Linked DNA regions of Sus scrofa: region 1 is linked to region 2. Evidence: chromatin contacts called from public HiChIP or PLAC-seq data. All regions are on one chromosome and are shown on one strand. The core of a region is the stretch at or near the end of the contact, and the rest is flanking DNA. Distances in the headings are between cores, read along the strand shown.

What was found. HiChIP or PLAC-seq counts read pairs in DNA pulled down with a chosen protein or histone mark.
Region 1: a contact with region 2 is called in an H3K27ac HiChIP or PLAC-seq map of skeletal muscle. The contact joins the promoter of AKIP1 here to the promoter of SCUBE2 in region 2. A contact is called at or near these places in 3 of 47 Hi-C or Micro-C datasets (alveolar macrophages, embryonic fibroblasts and skeletal muscle) and 1 of 2 datasets of contacts at active chromatin or transcription factors (skeletal muscle).

What each region holds. Positions count from the first base shown.
Region 1 is chr9:535,987-540,336 of Sscrofa11.1, reverse strand. It overlaps AKIP1 (A-kinase-interacting protein 1), which reads left to right and starts at 2,573. Exons shown (of 6, transcript XM_013979076.2): 1 at 2,573-2,654; 2 at 2,872-3,099; 3 at 3,561-3,641. The coding sequence starts at 2,878.
Region 2 is chr9:388,492-392,424 of Sscrofa11.1, reverse strand. It overlaps SCUBE2 (signal peptide, CUB and EGF-like domain-containing protein 2), which reads right to left and starts at 2,619. Exons shown (of 21, transcript XM_021062256.1): 1 at 2,505-2,619; 2 at 1,384-1,506. The coding sequence starts at 2,619.

The sequences.
Region 1 (4,350 bases), core at 1,324-3,823, 150 kb before region 2:
TTTTCTAGGGCTGCTCCTGGGGCATATGGAGATTCCCAGGCTAGGGGTCTAATTGGAACTGTAGCCACCAGCCTACACCAGAGCCACAGCATGGAGGGATCCGAGCCTCATCCGCAAGCAACACCACAGCTCACAGCAACACTGGATCCTTAACCCACTGAGCAAGGCCAGGGATCAAACCCGCAACCTCATGGTTCCTAGTCAGATTCGTTAACCACTGTGCCACGACGGGAACTCCGAAGGCAGAGTCTTTTTGAAGCCAACTCTTATCTGGCCCTACGGAGATCTATTCAAATTAAAAATTCAATCAGGAAGTTCGACAAATATCTATTAAACATCTCCTGTTTAATAATCCCTGGATATTTAAGGACAGATAAGGAACAGTTTTCACCTTCAAGGAGTTTATAGGCTGATGGCGGAGAATGCACCGGAACTACATATAACTTAAAGTAGATTGAGATAAGTACCACAATATTAAAAAAAAAAAAAAAAGCCACAGAAACATAGGTTGTACCTGGGAATAGCAGATTACAAAAAGTTCACTTGATAAAAAGATAATGCTTCAGTAGCTCCCCCTGTGGCACTACAGGATAGATGGCGTCTTGGGAGTGCTGCGTCACAGGTTCCATCCCCAGCCTGGTACAGTGGGTTAAGGATCTGGCATTGCCGCAGCTGTGGCTTAGTTCGCAGCTATGGCTTGGATCTGATCCCTGGCCCAGGAACTCCATATGCCACAAGGTGGCCAAAAAAAGAAAAAAAAATAGATAGATAATGCTTCATGTGGAATGGAAGTGGGGGTGAGGAGTAGAAATATAATCCTGGTAAAAAGAGTCAAGGGGATGGCAGTGTGGACATAGTATCAGACATATGAGGGCCTACTGGGAGACGAGGCTGAAGTGTGATGAAGATAATAATACCAGCTAATGTTCACTGAGCATTTACTATGCACCAAGTCCTACCTTACTGATATCAACTTCTTTGACCCTCACAACTACCCTATGAGGAATGTATTGTTATTCCCACTGTAGAGATGATAAAACTGAGGTATAGAATAGGTAAGCAGTCCCCTCTTGGTTACACAGACACAGCTAACAGTTACACAGCCAGGATCTTGCAATCCATAAACAATAAAAGACAAATTCTATATCACCCCTAACTACACTCATTAGAAGAGCAGTTAACGGGTATCTTAACTACCCCTTTTCCTGTTTATCCCTAGGCCATCCGTCAAGGCTTAGCTCAAATGCTTCCTTCTGCAAAGCCCGTCTTGACTCCCCAGCTGAGCAGTATCTATTTCTCCCCTGAGCTTCAAAGCACGGCATCTCTGTCAATCTTATGGCAAACAGCTTATGAACAAAATCTTAATATTTTGTTCCTAGCATGACAGAGTTTATGTGCATTATTCCTTCTTTTTTTATCCTCCTTTATAGGTTGTGTTCTCCAAGCTGGGAGGACAGCCCCGGGCAGGTAATGGAGCGCTACACCTATGCAGCACTTACTCTTTGCAAGGCAGTGTGCTGCGGCTTTTACAGGAATTCTCTCACAAAATCCTTTCAACAACCCAATCCAGGCAGTCCCTTCCGGGACTGAGAAAACACTACATGCAACTTTAACGCAGTGAACAACGCAAGCAGCTCACCGTCCGCGGAGAGGGGTACTCCCCGCATCCCCAGGTACAGAGGTGAGGAAAAGCGAGGCTCAGAGAAGTTGTTCACCCCGAATCACACAGCAAAAGCGGCGGAGTCTGAATTCAAACTCAGCTCTTCAGACTGGGTGTTCCCAACCCAGGGCTCGTAACGACTAGGTCCTAAAGCAGGCGCCCGAACAAACGATTAAAGGACAAGTTTGAGGAAACTCCTGCGATGAAAACTATGCAAGGACAGGGACGGCTTCCATTCCGTCTCCTTCTGTGAGAGGGAAGCAGGAAACAGCAAAAGCGCAGGTAGAGGAAGCTGAGGTGAAGCTAAAGAAAAGAGGCCTCCAGAAGCGCGAGGACGCTTCCCACCGAGGCCGGCGGATCACGGGAGACCCCCAGCACCAGGCAGGGCCCGGCTGCAGCCGCGGGCGGACGCACGCCTTCCCCAGAGGCCACGTGGCAGCAAGGCCACGCGCAGCTGCAGGGCTCCGACCCCAGCCGTCGCCTCAAGCAGGGTAGGTTTTAGGGCAGCGACCGCCCAAAATACAGACCAGGTGTTAAGAGGTGCCTGGAGGCACGTGTGTTTCCCTACAATTCCTAGCCCTACGGGAGACCAGCCGACTTTTCACCAAGTGCCCGGCGTTAAGCGGCGGAGACCACTTCTAAGGGCCAAGTCGCGGCCCAAGAACTCCAGCGACGCGAAGTCAGCGGCCAGGGCCGCGCGCTGCATTGAGCTGCCGCCCCCAGGCCCCGCCTCAGGCTCCGCCCAGACCCGCCCCGCGGCCTCCAGGCCCCGCCCCCTACAGGCCCCGCCCCGCCCGTTGGCCCGGCAGCCCGCGCGCGGGAACCACGCCAGGACGCAGGAGGCGTGTCCTGCGCTGGCCGCGTTCCACCGCCCCTGGCCACGCCCCTCGCCCCCACTCCGCCAATGGCCTGCTGCGCCGGCGCAGGGCTCTGAGGTGCCCGCCCTCCACCGCCAACCTAGAGCTGAGCGCATGCGCCTTGGGAGGCTGGCCTGGTGAGGGCTCCCGCGCCTCGGGAGGCGGGGGCGGAAATGGACGGGTTCCGCGAGCAACCCCTCGCTGCCGACTTTGCCCCCGCGGGAGAGCGCGTTGGGCGGAGCCGGGGGCGGTGGCCGCCGGGGAGGTCGAGGCCCTCTGGGTCCGACTCCGAGCTGGAGCGGGGTGCCGGCGGCCCGCCGACCCGCCGGTGTTTGTGTGTCTGTGCCCACCCAGGGGGACATGGAGAGCTGTCTGGTGGCCGCGGCGCTGAACGGGGTGGACCGACGCTCCCTGCAGCGCTCGGCTAGGCTGGCTCGGGAAGTGCTGGAGCGAGCCAGAAGGAGGGCCGTGGACTGGCGTTCGGTGGAGCTTCCCAAAGGCAGCGTGGGGGTTATTTCGCGGGAGCTGCCCTGCCGGGAAAGAGGGCTGGCAGCCGGCCCCCAGCGCCTGCTGCCGGGAGAGGTGAGGGCTCCTGTGCTGGGGGACCAACCCATTCATTCGCCGCACCGGGAACCAGGGCACGGCACACACAAGCGCCCGAGGGAGCCTGTCCTTGGCGGACAGAACAGTGAACTGAAAAGCCCTTTGAAAACGCTTGACGTTTGACAGATTCCTATTGGGTAGCTTTAGGATACTGCGAGAGACCGCTAGTGCTCGGCCCTGATTGGTTACTTTTAAAACAATTCTTACATGCTACCCTTTGGTGTTAGATAAACCTATCTTTGTATTGGAAAATTGCACGTCTATGTATTCCTTTTAGAATGGGAATTCTTTCTCAGTAATGTAATTCTTACTGACTTCAACTTGCAGGGGTCTTTCCAAAAGTAAAAAGGAAGCTATTCCCCAAATGACTTCATTCTCCAGTAGGGGATAGCAGATCTCACCTGTGACTTGTCGTTTATTACTTATTATTATTCAAACAGAGAGAAGAAAGACTCCCCACCCTCAGTGCTTCCTTCAGAACAATGGCAGAATTCATGGACTATACCTCAAGTCAGTGTGGGGTAAGTCGGTGTAAACCAAAGCCTTGCCCCGGGGCTGCCTGCTGGTGGGTCACAGAGTAGATGGTCGTGGAGTTTAGGCAGACTCTGGCGACTGCCTGTTCACCCTGCCCTCCTGGGTGGGCAGGTTGTAATCAGCCAGGGTTTAAACCAGGTCATAAATCCAGGTTGGAATTCACTCAGCAAATAATAAGTGTTAGGAGGGTACAGCACTGAGCAAGCCAGAAAAAGGCTCTCCCCTCTCTGTTGTTTTCAGACTGGGGAGGGGAGGGAGGGAGCCTACTTGCTGAGTTCCAAAACAAGTTTGAATTTTAGGGGTTCTTAAAACCTCGAACTGCACTAAAGTCGTCTTTGTTTTTGGCTTGTTTTTTAGATCATTAGGCTTGCTCTAAATTGCAAGTGAGCCTCTCTGGGTTCCCTCCATTAGATCTTAACCTCTACTCCAAGTCCCTGGTGATGTAGTTTTTAAGTCTGTCCCTTTGGGTTCATATCACTTGCTGACCACAAAGGTGGTTATGGCACAGTTGCAGTGCCCTCATCGGAGGCAGTGTGGCTTCATGGTAGCAGCAGCCTCGGGGCCAAGAATCACTCCATGCTCTGCCTCTTACTGGCTATAATGCCGCAGGCCAGTCAGTCTCTCTCGGCCTGACCCTCCCCAGCGTAAAATGACCTTGTCTCAAGTCCTTCCCAGCCCTATAATCTGTTGCTTTGG
Region 2 (3,933 bases), core at 1,370-3,869:
GATCCTTAACGCACTGAGCAAGGCCAGGAGTCGAACCCGAAACCTCAGGGTTCCTGGTCGGATTCGTTAACCACTGCGCCACCACGGGAGCTCCTCAACTTGCCACCTGTCATTCAATATTATTCACTAACTATGTACTTTACCCCAAAGAGGCCGTGGCTTGGTGTTCTCCCCCGAGAGCGTGCAGTGACTGGAGGTGACAAAGGGAACTCTGTTTTCCCCGAGCAGGGTCCCCACCTGTGCGAATCCCAGCACCGAGAGCGGAGCCTTCGACACGGTCAGGGGGCGGCACGGAGGGACTGGCAGAGACACGGCTCTGAGAGAGGGAGCCCTTTGGCCTCGCAAGATGCCGAGCAGACGAACCTGACCGGGAACCTGAGCGGGACACGCCTCCCCGGAGGGGAGAGGAAGCTTTGCTCCTGGTGCACAAAGGAGACTGCAGACACGAGGATTCCTCACCCCACCAAAGGGGGGCCCGGGAGACGGAGGGAATGGGAGACGCGGGGCTGGGGACCGAGCTAGGCTGGGATCTGACCTTCTTTCGCCCGCAGGCCACCTGTGCGAGCGTGCCCACAAAGCCTTTCCCAATCCCTGCGCGCCTCCGTGTCCCCATCGGTCGAATGAGAGATGGGACTGGCTCAGAGCGCCCCGGAGAGCCCTGCCAGCTCCCACATCCACGGGTTCCATGCCCCCGAGCAGCCCCTCCTATGAGAGTCCAGCCTGTGGCCCGTTCTCAACCTCAGAGTTCCTGAGAGGGGGCCGACCCCCAGGGGCCCAGAGCACAAAACGGCCGAGTCCAGACTTGAGGATCTCAGACCTGGAGCCCCAAGGACTGAAAACATCCCTCTGCACACGTCTTTCCAGGGCAAACCTGCAGCTCCAAATGAGGCAGGTTCTTGGCGTCGGTCCAAAGCCTGGCAGGTCACAATGCCAAACTGGAAAAGTCATGGAAAGACAGCCGCCGGAGCCTCACGCGAGAGCAGGCCCTGGCACTCCAGCTCCGGAGTGAAAGTGCCAGCTGCCTCAGGGAGGCGCCAGGCCAGCCTTGCTCTGGTGGCATGGCTCTCCCGACCAACAAGGCTGCTGACCTTCTGCCCCCTAAGCTGAGTGACTCGGGACCAAAAGATACGAACGTGCCTTTCGTTGTTGTTGTTGCTTTTAGAAGCTAGACAAAAGGACAATGCAGAAGCAGATAAAACAGTATGACCAGCCCTCAGGAAGACCCGATGTTCCCTGTCTCTTAAGGATCTGAAATGCGCTGCAGGGAGGGGCTGATGTGCTGGGGGGGGGCAGAGCAGCACTTTCACCAACATGAGCGGCCAGTGCAAGAGCTAAGGAAGCTTCCGCCGCTGGCGCCCCTCTGCTGGTCCCCAAGTCACTTACCCTCACACCGCCTGCCCTCCCCCTGGTAGCCAGGCCCACAGGAGCACTTGTGGGAGGTGGGTGTGTTCTGACACAGGGCATTGGTGTGGCAATCGTCCACCCCCTGGGCATACCCGTCCACATCTGCAAAACAGCACGGCAGCTCCTGGTAGGGTGTCCTAAGCCCTGGGTGGCCTGGCCCTGACCCCTTCCTGGCAACACCAGCTAAACCGCTTGGGAGCTCCTGGGATGAGCCTCCAGGCCCGGTTTCCAGGCACACCCTGCGCCCTCTGCCCAGGGTGCCCTCTGCCTGGGATGCCCTCTACAATGGCCTTCAGGACTCTGCTCAGACCCACCTCACCTAGGAAGCCTGTCATGACCCGGGAGTGTCAGAAGGCGACCCCTAAGATGTGTCACATATCACACCACCACTTTTCCTGCCTGTCTCCTGGGCTAGACGGCGTCCCGGGACCACAGCGCGGATCTGAGTCCCTGCGGCCTAGGCCAGCGCCTGGCACGTGAGCAGGCGGGGCAAGGGCCCGGCGGGGGAGAGTTGGAGCGGGCACAAGCGCTCTGAGAACAGAGCCGCTCTGCCAGCTTCCTCCGGGTTGGGGTCTGAGGCAACCCTCTGGCTCTGGGCTGGCACACACCCCAGACGCGCCGGGCCCCGGGAGAAGCGCTTCCCGGGCTGAGAGCGCTCCGGGGGCTCCTTCAAAACAAAAGCGTTTTGAAAGTATTTTGATTCCAGTTTGGGTGCAGAACGGGGTCTCGGCCTGTCAAACAGCGGCTGTTGCGCAGGGAGAAAACTCCCCGGGGCGGACGCGAGGCCCGCGGGCCACCTCTGGGCCGCGATGCCGGGGGCGCAGCTGCCTGGACCTCGCGCGGGCCGCGGCCGAGCCCTCGGTTCCCCGCCTCCGCCCGCGGCCGCCCGGCCCGCTCCCCGCGCAGACCGCTAGCGCGCCGGGGGCACGGCCATCGGGGCCGGGGCCGAGGCCGGCCGTGTCCCCAGGCCCCGGGCCTCAAGCCCGTGCGGGGGCGCCGCCTCGGCCCGGCCTGCGGGAGAGCCCCGGGCGAGCAGGACACGCGGAACCCTGCCGCCGCCCCCGCCCCGCGCCAGGTGCGCCCCGCGGCGGGACACTCACCCTCCTCCGGCGGCCCGGGGCCGGCCGCCCGCAGCAGCAGCAGCAGCGGCAGCGACAGCAGCAGCGGCAGCAGCGCCCGCGCCGCGCCCCCGCGGCGGCGGCCTGCGCCCCCCATGGCCCGCGCGGCGGCCCGGAGAAGAGGCGGCGGCGGCGCGGAGAGGTGAGGGCGGCCTGCCGGCCCCCCGCCCCCGCCCCCGCTTCGCACGGACCTCCCCCGCGCCCTCCCGCCCCCGCTCGGCCGAGGGGCGCGGCCGCGGGGCCCGGGCGGGGGCGGGCTCGCCGGGTGCCCCGGGCCCTCGCGCAGGCCCCGCAGCCTGCCGCGCCCCGGGCCCTCGCCCAACCTGTGCGGGGTCCTCCGGCTTGGCCCGGCTCCTCTCGGGAGGACAAACGGCGCTTCTGGCCTGAAGTAGGCGGACACGGGGAGCCCAGCAAGTGTCCTAGAGTCCCCAGATCCCAAAGCCACCTGCAAGGCTTACCTGCCTTTAGTGTGGATGGAATGAGAGCGACCGCAGACTTCAGAGTTGCTTCTCTGCTCCCCTGGCACACCCTGTCTGCCCCTTCCCCATCCTGCCCATCCCAGGCCCCCTTGCACCCCCTGCCCCCCAGTCCTCCCAGGACGGCAGTCCTCTTGTCCTAGCCTGGGGTTCGATGTCTCTTCAGAGCAGCCTAAAAGGCGAAGGGAAAGGAAGCGGGAGGTCGAGGGTGAGGCACCAGGGACAGGAGACCACCCCACTTTGCCTGGGGCACAGGTGGCACAGGTGGCACCAGCTGGACTTGTAAACCTCAGGTCAGCCCAGCTGCAGATACCGGCAGCCACCTGGGTCTGCGAGCAAGGCACCTTTACAAGGAAACACACCTACACAGGGGCACAGGTGACCAGAGCCGCCCCCCCAACCCCCAGCATCAGCCTCTCCCCAGGTAGCAGCAATTCCAAGGTGCGACAATCCACCGTACTCAGGGGTTTGCCTGTGCTTTGAGCTTCTCTGCATTTATTAAATTTTCCCTATGACTAGGTACATCCATACAGGTGTGTGTGTGTGTGTGTATACATTCCTTTGATAATCAGAAAAAAATAAACATCACAAAAAATCCCCACCGAGCTCAGGCACAAAACCTTATCTTCCTGGGGTCCACCGCCCTCCCCGGGCCCCCAGCCCCCTGCCCTCTCCGCTGCTGCCCCGCGGGGCTGGGACTGCCTCTTCGGGTCTTCATTGCTAGCGCCGCTGCTGTCTGCTGGAGAATCTGAGAAAATAAGAACTTTGCTGTGGTTGGTTTGTTTTTGTTTTTGTTTTGACCTCTTCATCCCCAGCGAAGGCAGGCAGGTTTTTTCTTTCCCTCCTCACTCTCGCCCCCTTTTGTTTGGTGCCAAGAGACACTCAGCTATTTCTAGTCCTAAGGGTGGTTTTACACATTTGTAAATCTTCACTAG